Regions from separate parts of the Zea mays genome. Here region 2 is linked to region 1. A link is a contact called in public Hi-C data. All regions are on one chromosome and are shown on one strand. The core of a region is the stretch at or near the end of the contact, and the rest is flanking DNA. Distances in the headings are between cores, read along the strand shown. Region 1 has its middle 190 kb from the start of LOC111591353. Region 2 overlaps LOC103653322 (a long non-coding RNA gene).

Region 1 (6,910 bases), core at 3,141-5,640:
CGTCAAGAACGATGAACGATTGAGTGAAAGTGAGGACTAGAAGTCTTGGAATGCTTAGAGTGTGCTTGGGGTGACTCCTCCATGCGCCTAGGGGTCCCTTTTATAGCCCCAAGGCAGCTAGGAGCCGTTGGAGGCCAACAAGGAAGGTTATCCTTGCCTTCTGTCGGGTGGCGCACCGGACAGTCCGGTGCACCACCGGACAGCCACTGTTCATGTCCGGTGTGCGATCTCCTTCCAATTCTGGTGCAGCCGACCATTGCAGATTCGTGGTAGTTGGCGCACCGAACACTGTCCGGTGCACACCGGACAGTCCGGTGCCCCCTACCGACCGTTGGCGTGGGCCACGCGTCGCCCGCGGATTACGCGACCGACCGTTGCGCTGGCGGCCGTTGGCTCACCGGACAGTCCGGTGCACCACCAGACAGTCTGATGAATTATATCCGTACGCCGCCAAATTCTCCCGAGAGCGGCCTGTTCACCGGAGTTCAGCCTGGCGCACCGGACACTGTCCGGTGCACCACCGGACAGTCCGGTGTGCCAGACTGAGCAGAGATTTGGCTGTATCGAGCCAAGTCTTTTGGATCTTTTCTTGTCTCTGTTTCTAGCACTTAGACACAATATGTTAGTACTCAAAACAATGTACTAAGTCTAGAAACGTACCTTGTCATATGATTTGCATCTTTTGCTTGTTTGGCGCATAATATTTCACTCACTATGTGTTGGACATTTAGTCACCAAAATATTATAGAAATGGCCCAAGGGCACATTTCCCTTTCAGGACCATGCAAAGACTTCCACTGCACTCCGGTATTAGTGTACTCACCTCCAAGTTCATTTTTATGCTCTAGTTGCCTTTTTGCTCTTAATTGACATTTTTGGTGAGGCAATGGGGTTAAAGGGCCACTAATGATCCCGTTTTGGTGCTTCATGCCAAAGGGGGAGAAATTAAGGCCAAAGCAAATGGATCAGCTACCACTTGTGAATTTTGAAAACAATAGAGTTAGAACTTTTGATTTGTCCAAAATGCTCTTATTACAAAATTTAGTCTCTTGTGGGGGAGAATTTATGACTATGGGAAAAAGGGGGAGTTTTTGGCATTCGATCAATTTCACTCTTGGATTATCTCTCTTTATGCCCAAACAACCGAGTTTGACTTAGAGATAGGAAAATGAATTTGATTTGCAAAAACAAACCAAGTGATGGCAAAGAGCGATCCAAATATGTCAAATCTTGTTAAAAACAATTTGGTCCTCAATTGCATTGATATTGCACATCTTTTGGTTGCTTTTGGTTGTGTTGGCATAAATCACCAAAAAGGGGGGAGATTGAAAGGGAAATGTGCCTTTGGGCCATTTCTATAATGTTTTGGTGATTAAGTGCCCAACACATATTCTTTAAGTCCTAACGTGCCAAAGATTGCAAAAAGTGAAAATCATATAACAAGGTATGTTTCTAGACTTAGTATTTGGCTTTTGTATACTAATAAAGTTATCTAAGTGTTAGAAACAGAGATAAGAAGAAAAGAAATGGATTGCAAAAGACTGGCTGTGTGCAGCCGAAGTTCAGCTCAGTCTGGCACACCGGACTGTCCGGTGGTGCACTTGACAGTGTCTGGTGCGCCAGGCTGAACTCCGGTGAACAGGCCGCTCTCGGGAAAAGTTTGGCGGCGTACGACTATAATTCACCGGACTGTCCGGTGAGCCAACGGTCGCCAGCGCAACGGTCGGTCACGCAATCCGCGGGCGACGCGTGGCCCGCGCCAACGGTCGGCAGGGGGCACCGGACTATCTGTTGCGCCAACTGACCTAGGGCTGCAACGGTCATATGCGCTAGAAAAGGAAGGAGATCGGCACCGGACCGTCTACAGTGACTGTCCGGTGGCGCACCGGACTGTCCGGTGCGCCACTCGACAGAAGGCAAGGATGGCCTTCCTTGTTGGTCTCCAACGACTCCTAGCTGCCTTGGGGCTATAAAAGGGACCCCTAGGCGCATGGAAGAGCTACACAAGCTTACAAGAAACATTCTAAGACTTCAAGACTCTAACTTCACGCATTCGATTCTTTGAGATAGTGACTTGAGCTCCATTTGTGTTGTGAACACCGTGCATTGTGTTTTGAGATCGAGTTGTGACTTGTGTGCGTAGTTGTGTTGCGATTTGTGTCTTGTGTGCGTAGCTCTTCCCTACCTTACTTCTGTGCTTCTTTTGTGATCATCATTGTAAGGGCGAGAGGCTCCAAGTTGTGGAGATTCCTCGCAAACGGGAGAAAGAGTAAGAAAGGAAAAACCGTGGTATTCAAGTTGATCATCAGATCACTTGAAAGGGGTTGAGTGCAACCCTCGTCCATTGGGACGCCACAACGTGGAAGTAGGCAAGTATTACTTGGCCGAACCACGAGATAAAAATCGCGTGTCTCTTGTGTGCTTTCTCTTTGATTGTCTGCGTTCACAAGAACTCGCTTCAAGCTACTTAGCCGTTCTAACTTTCATAACTAAGTTTTGTGGCTATTAGTGTTGAATTTTACAGGATCACCTATTCACCCCCCTCTAGGTGCTCTCAATAACCGACTCATGCCTATCCTATAACCATTGACCCTCCTTGGTATATAAATGGAGGGACGGAGGATCCCCATGAGGGCAAGATCATCTCACATTGCAGTAGACACTAGCAAAGTCATAAATAGGACGTACAATATTATATCACATCGCCAGCCGAAACATGTATAATTTTTCATATCTCTTGTGCCATTACCTTCAACTTTCGATCACATGACCTATCCCATGTAAATACTGTCGAACAATTAATTTTCGACAAGTCTGGTTTATAAAGGTAGAGCTAGGCTACAAGACAAAAACAAGTGGAGTTGAATCTAATTCAATAGGTTCCTTCTTTTAGGTCTTGCTATAAAACTTCAGTTTCGAAAACTAAAGCAAATAACATAGTTTAAACATGCAACTTTTGAACTCCCAATACCATATTAGACTCTCTCCAACAAGGGTCGGTAAAGCCTCCTGTCCACCAAATATAGCAGACACAAACGTCCGGTAAGCGTCCAGCAAGGTGCGCTATACTGTCCGCTAAAATTTAGCGACTCTTCCTCAGCCGCTACATTTGCCGGGTATACAAGCGCCCGCTATATACTGTTCCCGTGGATGGCGGTGGCGCTGCTGTGCTGCCGCAGGTCTGAACATGCTTTCCATTCAAAGGACCTCGGGACGAACATGCAAAGGACATCTCCGACATCATCCGAGCACCATCTCCCGCAATATAAAAAACAATGAGAAGAAATTATGCTACACATGTTTAAGTCCGGATAACAAAAATTGTTAATAAATTTTAAAAAACTATTGCCGTGCATGTTTTATTTCAATTAGCGTGTAATGAAAAGAAATGAATTATAAACCAAATAAATGGACAAAATGAAGTATGTTAACCCTGTAGCTTTAGAGAACCGAATTTAGGGAACGTTGTTGGAGACTGAGATAATATAGAGGACAAAATCTTTTAGAGTGTTCTGTAAAGTACAGAGAATATTCTTTTAGCGGACGAAATTTAGGGGACGTTGCTGAAGACAGCCCTAAATAAGATCAACACTTTCAACTCTGTTTTTGAAACGTACAATGATGACTCTTTAAGTTATGTATAAGAATATAATTTCTATTATAATGTAACTTTTACCATATGTGCTATATGTAAAAGAATAGGTCCAAACCAAACTGTGAATATTAGATAGGCTTTTTCGTCTAGCATAACGACCCGTTACATCCCTAAGCTTCGACCAGTTTAATTCTAAAGCATCCATTTCCCAACATCAAAGAACTGCAGAAGTCGTATATATATAGGAGACAACAAATCCGGCCGGGATAAGGTTTACGTAATTAAGTACCTAACCATCAGGCCAAAGCAACTTTCACCGGTACAGCGGCATCTTCTCCGCAGACGAGAGACGGCCTGAGTTCGTTGCTTGATGACGTTGGGAGCACTGGCGAGACATGAGTGACAGGTTGGCCAGTCACATATATCCACCACTCTCTCCAGCCACAGAACCAGATCCATCGTATATATATCGTGCATGAGATGCCAAGTGACGAGATGATCCACCACAAGAAAGTGAGCTTGGCAAGGGTGGGTGGGCCTTTCGGGCATTCATTTATTTATTTTGTTTGCTTCGTGAGATTAGCAGTTCAGTGATTTCCATCCCATGCATGTATAGATGATGCACTGCTAGTCTAGCTCGTTCGATAGCCTGGAATCCTTTTTGTACTTGCCGTGGATATATATTTTGGCGCCAATCATTGATGCTCTGAAATTGAGCTGTTACTGTCTGCGTTGGCACCTCAGTCAGTCCTCAAGTGTTCTAGGGCCCAAAAAAACATTTGAGAGAATTGAAATCAGAAGCCACAGAACAATGATACACATGCACCCATTGGCTCGTTAGCTGGGAGTTGGGAGAGGCCTGTGCAGCTGTGCTGCCAGCCTGCAAGCCCATGCTTGTTTGCTTCCAGAGCCCGTGCGCACCAATTACCTAGAAAAGCCAGGCCCACTTCGAACGAGAGATCTGGATTGTCGAGTGCGGCTCGTCGCATATGCATTTTTTTCTTCATTTTTTAGTTATTTTGTCTTTGTTTTCCTAGGGGTTGTATTCTATGTACTCATTATTTCTTGGGAGTGAGCAGTCGTTAATCGGCTAAATTTCTTTCGGATTTGAGTCAGATTACTTTAGGTATACAGACTACAACCCAGAACAAGTATAATAAGGTGATGTATGTGAGATGTAAAAGATGTCATGTCTAATTTACAGTGGTATGGAAGAAAGAGATGAAGAGATAATAGAAGCGGACCGCTCATTGTTAGCAAGCTAAAAGCGGGCTGCTTATGGACTCCAACATAATTTGTGAGATGAAGAAATAACCAAATATTAAATAGACATTTTTATCATGAAGAGTTACTATATGACATAAACTAAAAATTACGAATTCAGTGTCACCTGCAATGTAGGAACCTACAACAAATTAATTCTAATGGCAAAACAAGCTGAAACTGAACCTAAAATGACACAGTGCACACAACCTTCAGGCATATGGGTTGGAGGCAAATAGGTTGACTCAATGACCATGAATTGGGAAGGGGTCACAGAATGCATGTCATCGATCCTTCTTCCTCCACCGCAAATACCAATTTGCTTAGATGGGACTTACAGGTCTTGAGTTTGACTCTCTGTTTTCACACAAGAATGTCACTTGTTGAGTCATTTAGTAGCTAGATTTGTGTCTTTGTGAGGACACCGATGATATGGCAAAGGTGAGCACCGCTCCCAACACTCGTTTCTTCTCACGTAAGCATTGGATGAATATGGGGTTTTGGAGTTCTTATAGACGGCGAAGCCGCCAACAGCCGGACGCAGTCGGGTTCAGGTTTCTAGTTCGTTCTCTACCTCCTCTCTCAAAACTCCCCTCTCATCTCTTATTTACATGCCACTTTACCAAAAAAAGAAAAGGGCACGTTATTTGGTCCATTCTGGCCCATTCACCTTGGTATTGGGCTTAATCATCCTTCATGGCCTGGTTGTTACATTGGACTCCTCTAGCGCTGTGACATCCCCCTCTCATTGAGAGATGGCTTGTCCACAAGCCACGTGTTTAGGAACCTGGTGATGAAGGTTGGCTCGTCCTCCCATGTCGCGAGCTCCTCTGGCCAAGATGCCCATTTGATGAGCAGCTGAGTGACCTCCCCTTTTGGTGTGTGGATTGTGCGTCGCTGCAACACCATCTATGGTTTCTGCAAGGATTCAGACAATGGAGGTAAGGTAGAACTTACAGGAACATCTGGACCGATTGCTTTCTTCAATAGAGATACATAGAAGACTAGGTGGATGGATGAAGAGGCTGGGAGTTCCAATTTGAATGCTACTTTGCCCACTTTTTGCACCACAGGATAGGGACCAAAGTGCTTGAATGCGGGCTTGTGATTTGTCTGTTTGACCAAGGAAGATTGGACAAATGGCTGCAATTTCAGGTCGACCGAATCGCCTACTTCAAAGTTTCTGTCAGAATGGTGGCGATCGACCTGTTGTTTCTGATGATGCTGAGCTCTGGCTAGTTGCTGTTGGACCAATTGAGTCATAAGATTTCTTTCATTTAACCATTCCTAAAGAGAGGGGACAATACAAGAATCCCTGATATATATACCAAAGTGTCTGGGGGATATCCATATGAAACTTTGAAAGGGGTAAGCTTCAAGGAGGTAACTAGTGTTATACTAGAACTCTGCCAACGAAAGCCAGTGTTTCCACTTCGAAGGACAGGCATGAGTAAAACAGTGGAGGTAGGTTTCCAAACATTGGTTCACTCTCTCTGTTTGACCATCTGACTAGGGGTGATAAGTTGTTGTAAAACGCAACTCCACACCTGCCAACTGAAACAATTCCTTCCATAATGCTCGTAAAGATACGGTCTCTGTCCAAAATCAAAGCTTGTGGGAAACCATGCAGTTTGAAGATATGGTCCACGAATTTGTGAGCTACCCTGAGAGCTGTAAATGGGTGATGAAGGGGCACAAAGTGATTGTACTTGGAAAATTTATCAACAACGGCCATTATGTAGTTAGAGTGGTCCAAGGTTGGAAGACCTTCTATAAGTCCATTGGGACCACTTGACAGGCACCCTCCAGAATGGGTAATGGTTGAAGAAGTCATGGGTAGTGAATCCGTTAATATTTTGCCTGTTGGCAGGTGGAGCACTGCGTACACCATTGTCGTATCATCTTTTTCATGCCTACCCAAACAAACAATTTCTTTATCGTTTGGTATGTCACTAAGAATCCAGAGTGGCCTCCAATTGGTGCATTGTTGAGGGTCTGAAAGACTTTCAACGAGAATTCAGATTGAGCCAACAACAGTAGTCTGTTCTTGTA
Region 2 (7,220 bases), core at 1,805-4,304, 210 kb before region 1:
TGCTAGTGCAACAGTGTATATTTATATACCGAAAGCTAACTTCCTATAACTTTTATAAAATACCGTAGGAAGTTATGTTTATTTCCTAGAGCTACCAGTTGCTCGGAAGTTATTTATTTCCTACGGTTTGTTATAAAAGTTGTAGAAAGTTAAAAAACCGTAGGAATTGTATGATTTTGGTGTAGTGTTTTATATCCTCGTCTACACACAATCATCAACATGATGAAAAACAGGTAAAAATGCATTTGTGATAATATAAGAGTTCAAGCATGACAACTAAAAAAGGGAAAAAGATTCTCACCAGTCTGGTCTATCCCGTACACTTTGATGCTGACGTCATTAAATTGTCTTGCTAAATGATGATACCTCCCACTGTCGCAGCTATCCAAGGAAAGTCAGGGTCAGCCATCCTGTACCAACAAACCGGTATAGCTAGAAAAATCATTTCTAAATAAACTGATAGGAACATGAAGTGCTCTTGCTTCTTACCTGTGCTTGTTTAGCTCATGTATGGCAATAACAAAATCCACTAAATATTATGCATAAGGCAAATATTAGGCACAAAGTCCATGTTCTGAAAGCAAAAAACGTGAGTCCTATGCAAATAGCATGTTTGGAAAAACTTGACTAAAACCCCATATATGAGGTATGGTACATGATATATTTCAGGAAACCATCTATGTTTCTTACTTTCTTGTTTATTCAGTTTCATTATTTCTTGGAGAAAAGATAAACATGCTCCTTTGGTGCTAGAAGCAATGTGGCTTTATTCTCCAACATAAACACAGTTGATGACATGAGTGGCCTTACATTTGGATTCTCTTCGACACAGAAAAGTCCTACATTAGTACACCTATAGACATCTGATTTCATTCAGGTGAAACTGTTTGCATCGAAGCACAGACTTTGTTTTCCTTTTTTGTCGATACATTGAAGTTTGAAAAGGCCACTATTTTACTTAGCTAATTGATTAAGCGTCTATGTTCTTCAAACTTTTTTTCAATGTTTAGGGTTTCCATGGTTTTAGCTTTTTGACCTATTCCTTAGTTTCTGTGCTCCATTCTAAGACCTGTATATCACACGTATTTCATTTGGCCACCAAACATTGAGGTTCTAAGATGCCACTATTTTACTTTGCGAATAGACTGAACGTCTATGTTCTTTAAATTTTTCCCCAAAATTTACTGTTTATGGTTTTCCCTAAATTTAGCTTTTGGATTTAATCCCTGGTTTCTCTGTTTCATTCTAAGATGTGTGTGTAGCCTACGTTTCATTTGGCCAACAAAACAGTTTTTGTGCTCGTAGGTTGCTGCAGGACAATTTTGGGTCCATAATGGTCATAGGAACTCTACTGTCTACTTCTTGTAGAACAGAAAAAATAATTCAGTTCGCCTTCGTTGAATCTAATTTCGATTTTATATCTTCATGGCTTTTTTTCCTCTTTTAAAAAGTCAGACCTTACTCCTGTCCCTCTCCCCTCTTTATTCTATTCTCTCACTATCTGATGTCATTCCATTTGTGCAACAGAAAAAAATTGCACTTTCTTTCATCTTGGAATATGCTTGCTTTCAGTTTCTGATTTTATTGTAGTTGCTTGCTAAGTGATTCACAGCATCTGGTGCAAGAAGATAGTAGAGAAAATAAACAAATTACATAGCTCGTAGCTATTGGCTAATTAGTGTAGTTCATACTTCATAGCCCTTTTTTGCTGCAAGAATAACCTGAGCAAACTCATTCCTAAAATATATGTTCAAAAAATGTTCTGTGCTGAAAATACACAGTGCACATTGAACACTGCTATTATGTTCATTATGTTCTGTGCTGAAAATACACAGTGCGCACTGAAAATACACACTACCAAAAAATGTTCCTGCAACACAGTTCTTAGTAAACTTGCTTCTATGCTGCTCTTTTTTTTCCTTATATATCATCATAACAGTGTGTTAGACTGTTAGCCTCTTGATATATCTTATTCGAGAAACACTTTAACTTTTCAATTAAGTTTTTGTAACTTGAGATCTTAGACATAACATAGCTTGTTGTGCTAATAGACTTAGTACCTGCTTGCGGTGATCAGAGGGAAAGATAAAATAAACATATTGTATGTTATTGTTTCTCTCTTTTCAAAAAAATGTTATTTGTTTTATGATCCTAATATTACATTGTGCTCTTTGGTGCTGTTTATGCTAACATACTACTCTCATTTGTATACATGTATTGTTTCTTTTTTTGCAAGCATAGAAGAGGCTCCATCACTTTTGGTCATGAGACTTTTATGTATATATTAACCTGATGTTGAAGCCTTCCTAGAACTGTGTGTCTATGCAAGAAAGACTGGTCACTTTTGATCAATAGACTTTTATTTGCACGCATAGAAGAGGCTCCATCACTTTTGGTCATAAGACTTTTATATATATATTAATCTGATGTTGAAGCCTTCCTAGAACTGTGTGTATGCAAGAAAAGCTAGGTCACTTTTGGTCAATAGACTTTTATGTACATATGGCTCTAGTTGAAGTCTTCCTAGAACTATGTTTGTCTATGTAAACTCTACAGATACACTATTGCTGGACACTCAAGTATACCAGTTTAATGCAACTTGCTACTTACTGTAATCTAAATTTGTATTACTACTGCTATTGGTACTAAAAAATATTGTTGAAAATTCAGCAAATGTTCTTAGACAATTGCTATTTGAAATAAAATAGGCTTATCAAATAAAAAGAAAGGACAACACGCGCGCAGGTGCGCGCGTAAGGCACTAGTATATATAGACGAATTTACGGTCGCCGGTGATGCGGGCCGGCATACGGACGGCGGCCAACTTGCACCGTTGCACGGGCCGGTGCGTGCCGTGGCAGTCATGCATATGAATCATGATCGTGTGAAACTTCCACTCTGGATCGTGTGAGGAAACTTCCGTCGTTCAGGTGGAAGCTCACATTTTCACACGCAAGTGGCTGCTGCCTCGTCGCGCGGTCGCGCCTGGATGGAAATATGACTTCACAACGCAGCAGCAGCAGCGGTACGTAGCAGTAGGCCAGGCCAGTAGCAGCATAGCGGCAGCGCTTGCCGTGTCCGTGCTCGCTATGCTGCTGGCTACTAGCTAGCTACTTGCTCGTTGGATGGATCCATCAATCACTGTTGACACCTTTTTGGAAGCGCCAATTACTCAAGAGAACCAGCGGCGGTGCTCTCTGGTCAGGCGCGGACGGTCCGCGGCACAGGGCCGGACGGTCCGCGACCTGGCGCGAGGCGGCGGTGCTCTCTGGTCAAGCGCGGACGGTCCGCGGCACGGGGCCGGACGGTACGCGACCTGATGCAGGAGCTCGGGTTCCCTGCCTGACGGCCGGACGGTCCGCGCCCTAGGGCCGGACGGTCCGCGCGTGCGCAGGGGCGGCGGAAATCGCCGACGGCGGCCTGGATCTCGCTCCCGGGAGGGACCCCGTCGGGGAGGAAAGATCCTAGGGGTTGTCTAGGCTTGGGCCGACCGACCTAGACTCCTCCAATCGGCGTAGAGTCGAACAGAGACGGAGAATTTGGGGATTGAGAGGCTAAACCTAAACTAGACTAGAACTACTCCTAGGATAAAATGCGAATAAAAGTTGTATTGATTCTGTTCGAACCGGTTTTGAGCCGGCGGACTGTCCGGCCCTGAGGCTGGACGGTCCGCGGTCCGGACGGTCCGCGCCTGTGGGCCGGACGGTCCGCGCGTGCGCAGAACAGATTAGGGTTCCGAGTTTTGTGCTATGGTTGTTAGCTATATTCGCGGGATTAGCTCGGAATCAGTTGTGTAAAGGGTCCAGCCCCCCCTCCTCTATAAATAGAGAGGTCTACGGCCGATTTGTAATAATCAACAATCGAATCAATAAAACTTTTATTCGCATTTCATCCTAGGAGTAGTTCTAGTCTAGTTTAGGTTTAGCCTCTCAATCCCCAAATTCTCCGCCTCTCTTCGACTCTACGCCGATTGGAGGAGTCTAGGTCGGCCGGCCCGAGCCTAGACACCACCTAGGATCTCTCCTCCCCGACGGGGTCCCTCCCGGGAGCGAGATCCAGGTGCCGCCGGCGAACTTCCGCCGCCCCTGCACACGCGCGGACCGTCCGGCCTCAGGGCGCGGCCGTCAGGCAGGAAACCCTAGCCCCTGCGCCAGGTCGCGGACCGTCCGGCCCCAGGCCGCGGACCGTCCGCGCCTGACCAGAGAGCACCGCCGCCGGTTCTTCTTCAGTATTTGGCGCTCCAAAAAAGCGTCAACATACTTTTTGGCGACTCCGCTGTGGACGACATATCTAAGCTGATCAAATCGGCCCTCAATGGCCGGTTCAAGGGATAGCTCTGATATTTCTCCAAGCAACATCATAGAGCCGACTTGGGAAACTTTGCCGGCTGACGAGCAGCTCCAGTTTGAGGAGCACAAGGAGCGGATGATCCAGGAGGCGAAAGCAAAGTTCTTGGCCAACTTCAAAGTGGACAGGAACAACAAGGTCGTCCGACATCGGGCGACGGATCCGGCTTCGCTCCAACCCACGCCAGATATCCCCAATGTAAGTAATACCAACGATCTGCAATCTCTTAGAAATTATGTAGAAGATCAGCGTGAACAAATGCAGAACATCATAGGGGGTATGCAAAGCGATCTTAAGAAACTAGTACGTGCATTTGATAAATCTAGTACCACAAATTTTCCTTCGCACGAGGTTGAGTTAGGAGATAACGCGTGTAACACATCGGCTACAGGTTGTCACGACCAGTCACAACCCCTTTATGGGATGCCGATGGACACATACCCTAATCAACCGCAAATCGGCAGCAAACCAGCCGATCTGCACATGCCCGGACCGTCCGCACGTGAGCGCGGACCGTCCGGGCCAGCAACAGTCGGGCCTATTTTTAATGAGTTACCTAGATATGCGCCCGAGCCACCACACATGGCACAGAACCCAAACTACCCAGTCGGACGGTCCGCATACAACGACGGACGGTCCGCATATAACCACGGACGGTCCGGGTACGTATCCGGACAGTCCGCGCATGAGTATTTTGAGGAGGATTATTACATGAATCCTCGCCCGTCCCAGCAACACTTCCCATCACACTATGTGATGCACCAGCCCATTAATTCAGGATCCAAAGCCCAGGAAAGCTTTCCGGCCCCACCTAGAAGGCCGGAAAGAAACGATCAAACCTATGACCCATATAGGGCAAATGAAAATGCACCACGTAACTCAAACCAATGGGGGGAAAGACAACATGCTAATATCCAGCCAACCCCACCTATGTTTGACCAGAGAGCCGGTAGTCTTGCACCGGCTGCCATTGATATGGTAAGGGAAGAAATAGCCGGGGCGTTCCGAGATAAGCTCGGAGTAAGCATGGTCCCTGGGGGGCAATCATATCGGAAACCTTATGACAGCCGATTTGATCACCACCCATACCCACAGGGAACCAGGATACCCGAATTCGCAAAATTTTCGGGTGATCAAGGGAAAAACACACGCGAACATATAGGCCAGTTCTTAGCACAATTGGGAGAATTGGCCGACACAGAGGCATTTCGCGTACGTTTATTTTCATTATCACTAACAGGAACCGCGTTTGCATGGTATGCCACTTTGCCTCCTAATTCCATTTCATCATGGGGGGATCTAGAACAAAAATTTCATGATCATTTTTTCTCCGGTGATTATGAATTGGATTTGGTAGATTTAGTGTCATTGCGACAGACAAAAGACGAATCGGTTAATGATTACATCCGGAGATTCCGCGATACAAGAAACCGATGCTTTCAAATTCATTTAGCAGAAAAACAGCTAGTAGGATTAGCCTTTAATGGTCTACGATATTATTTAAAAGAGAGATTAGAAGGCATCCAATTTTTTACACTAGCACAGTTACACCAGAGGGCTTTGGCTTGCGAAAGCCGGAGCAAAGAAACTGCTAAAACAATGCGTCACAACGTACATATAGTAGAATGCGACCAAAGTAGCTCAGATGACGAATCAGCCGAAGTATATGCTGCTGAAATGGTTTGGCCAAAACAGGCCAAATCTTCGGCTTGTTCCTCCTTGCAGCCGGTTCAAAAGAAACGGCAAGAGGAGGTTAAGTTTACGTTTAATGTTGGTAAATGTGATAAAATATTTGACGAATTACTCAAAAATGGCAATATTAAAATAAATCACACTGTTCCATCCGCCGACGAGCTAAAACGTCGTGCATACTGCAAGTGGCATAACTCATTTTCTCATGCCACTAATGATTGTAATGTATTCCGACGACAGATTCAATCGGCCATTAATGAGGGACGATTGAAATTTCAGGAAATGCAGGTGGATACAGAGCCCTTTCCAATGAACGTGATCGACTTTGAGGGCAAGAAAGTCCTGGTTCGGCCAAACACGGCCGATAAAAGCAAAGGCAAAGAGGCAATCATCGGCAATTCTAAAAAGGCCGATGAGGATCATAAAGTTTCTTGCAGAAAAGTGGTAGCCGAGAAGACTCCCGATGGAGGGGAGACCCTAAAGGTGACCATCACAGCCTCCAGCACTGGGGGGCAAGCGCAAACAGGGAGACAGATGCAGGAACCCGTGGTGCGTATCCCGGACGGTCCGACACGTAGGCGCGGACGGTCCGGGACCCCACCGGACGGTCTGGAGAGCTCCGGCGGACGGTCCGGCCGTACTCAGGACTCGCAGCGACCACGTACTTTCAAACCACGACGACCAGAGATAGGTACGTGGAAAACAAATACATTTAAAGCAGCTGGTCGGCTGATCAAGCCTGGCCCAACTTTCGATCAATTGTTGTCTAAATATGTGAAAAAGAAGGCCGGCCCCAGTGACCGGCCACCGAAGCGACCCCGCTCACCCATTCATGAGCAACGTCAGGTCAGGCCGATTGGACCACCTCACCAATCGGAAGAAATGAAAGGTCCTATTGTACAATTGAGACCTAACATGCCGACATGGACCCCTCCACCTCCTTATCCATCTATGCCATATCCATACACATACTTACCTCCACCATATGTCCCAAATCAAATGTGGGGCATGCCACCATATCCATTTGGGATGCCACAGTACCCCGCCTGGGGGGCACCCCAAACGTCCGTTTTTGATAGGTTGGTGCCGCCAGTGCAAGACCGATTGAGCGCTGCTGAATCAGGTCACCAGGCACAGGCCCAACAAGATTACCGGACTACTCGGCCTCCTAGGCCGACCAA

The links. A called contact is a pair of places that touch in the nucleus more often than the background predicts.
Region 2: a Hi-C map of ear shows a contact between it and region 1, with 7 times the contacts expected there. The contact joins two enhancer-like sites. A contact is called at or near these places in 5 of 25 Hi-C or Micro-C datasets (ear, leaf and tassel).

The regions. Positions count from the first base shown.
Region 1 is chr4:64,791,676-64,798,585 of Zm-B73-REFERENCE-NAM-5.0, reverse strand. No RefSeq gene overlaps it. Among protein-coding and RNA genes, the nearest start is that of LOC111591353, 190 kb to the left of the region's middle. Within about 2 kb of position 4,390, at least 14 of the 20 cell types and tissues checked have an H3K27ac peak or open chromatin away from gene starts, as enhancers often do. A contact at or near this core is called in ear, leaf and tassel, where this site is marked.
Region 2 is chr4:65,004,490-65,011,709 of Zm-B73-REFERENCE-NAM-5.0, reverse strand. LOC103653322 (a long non-coding RNA gene) reads left to right here. Exons shown (of 3, transcript XR_002269105.1): 3 at 2,242-2,615. Among protein-coding and RNA genes, the nearest start is that of LOC103653322, 6.4 kb to the left of the region's middle. Within about 2 kb of position 3,054, at least 15 of the 20 cell types and tissues checked have an H3K27ac peak or open chromatin away from gene starts, as enhancers often do. A contact at or near this core is called in ear, leaf and tassel, where this site is marked.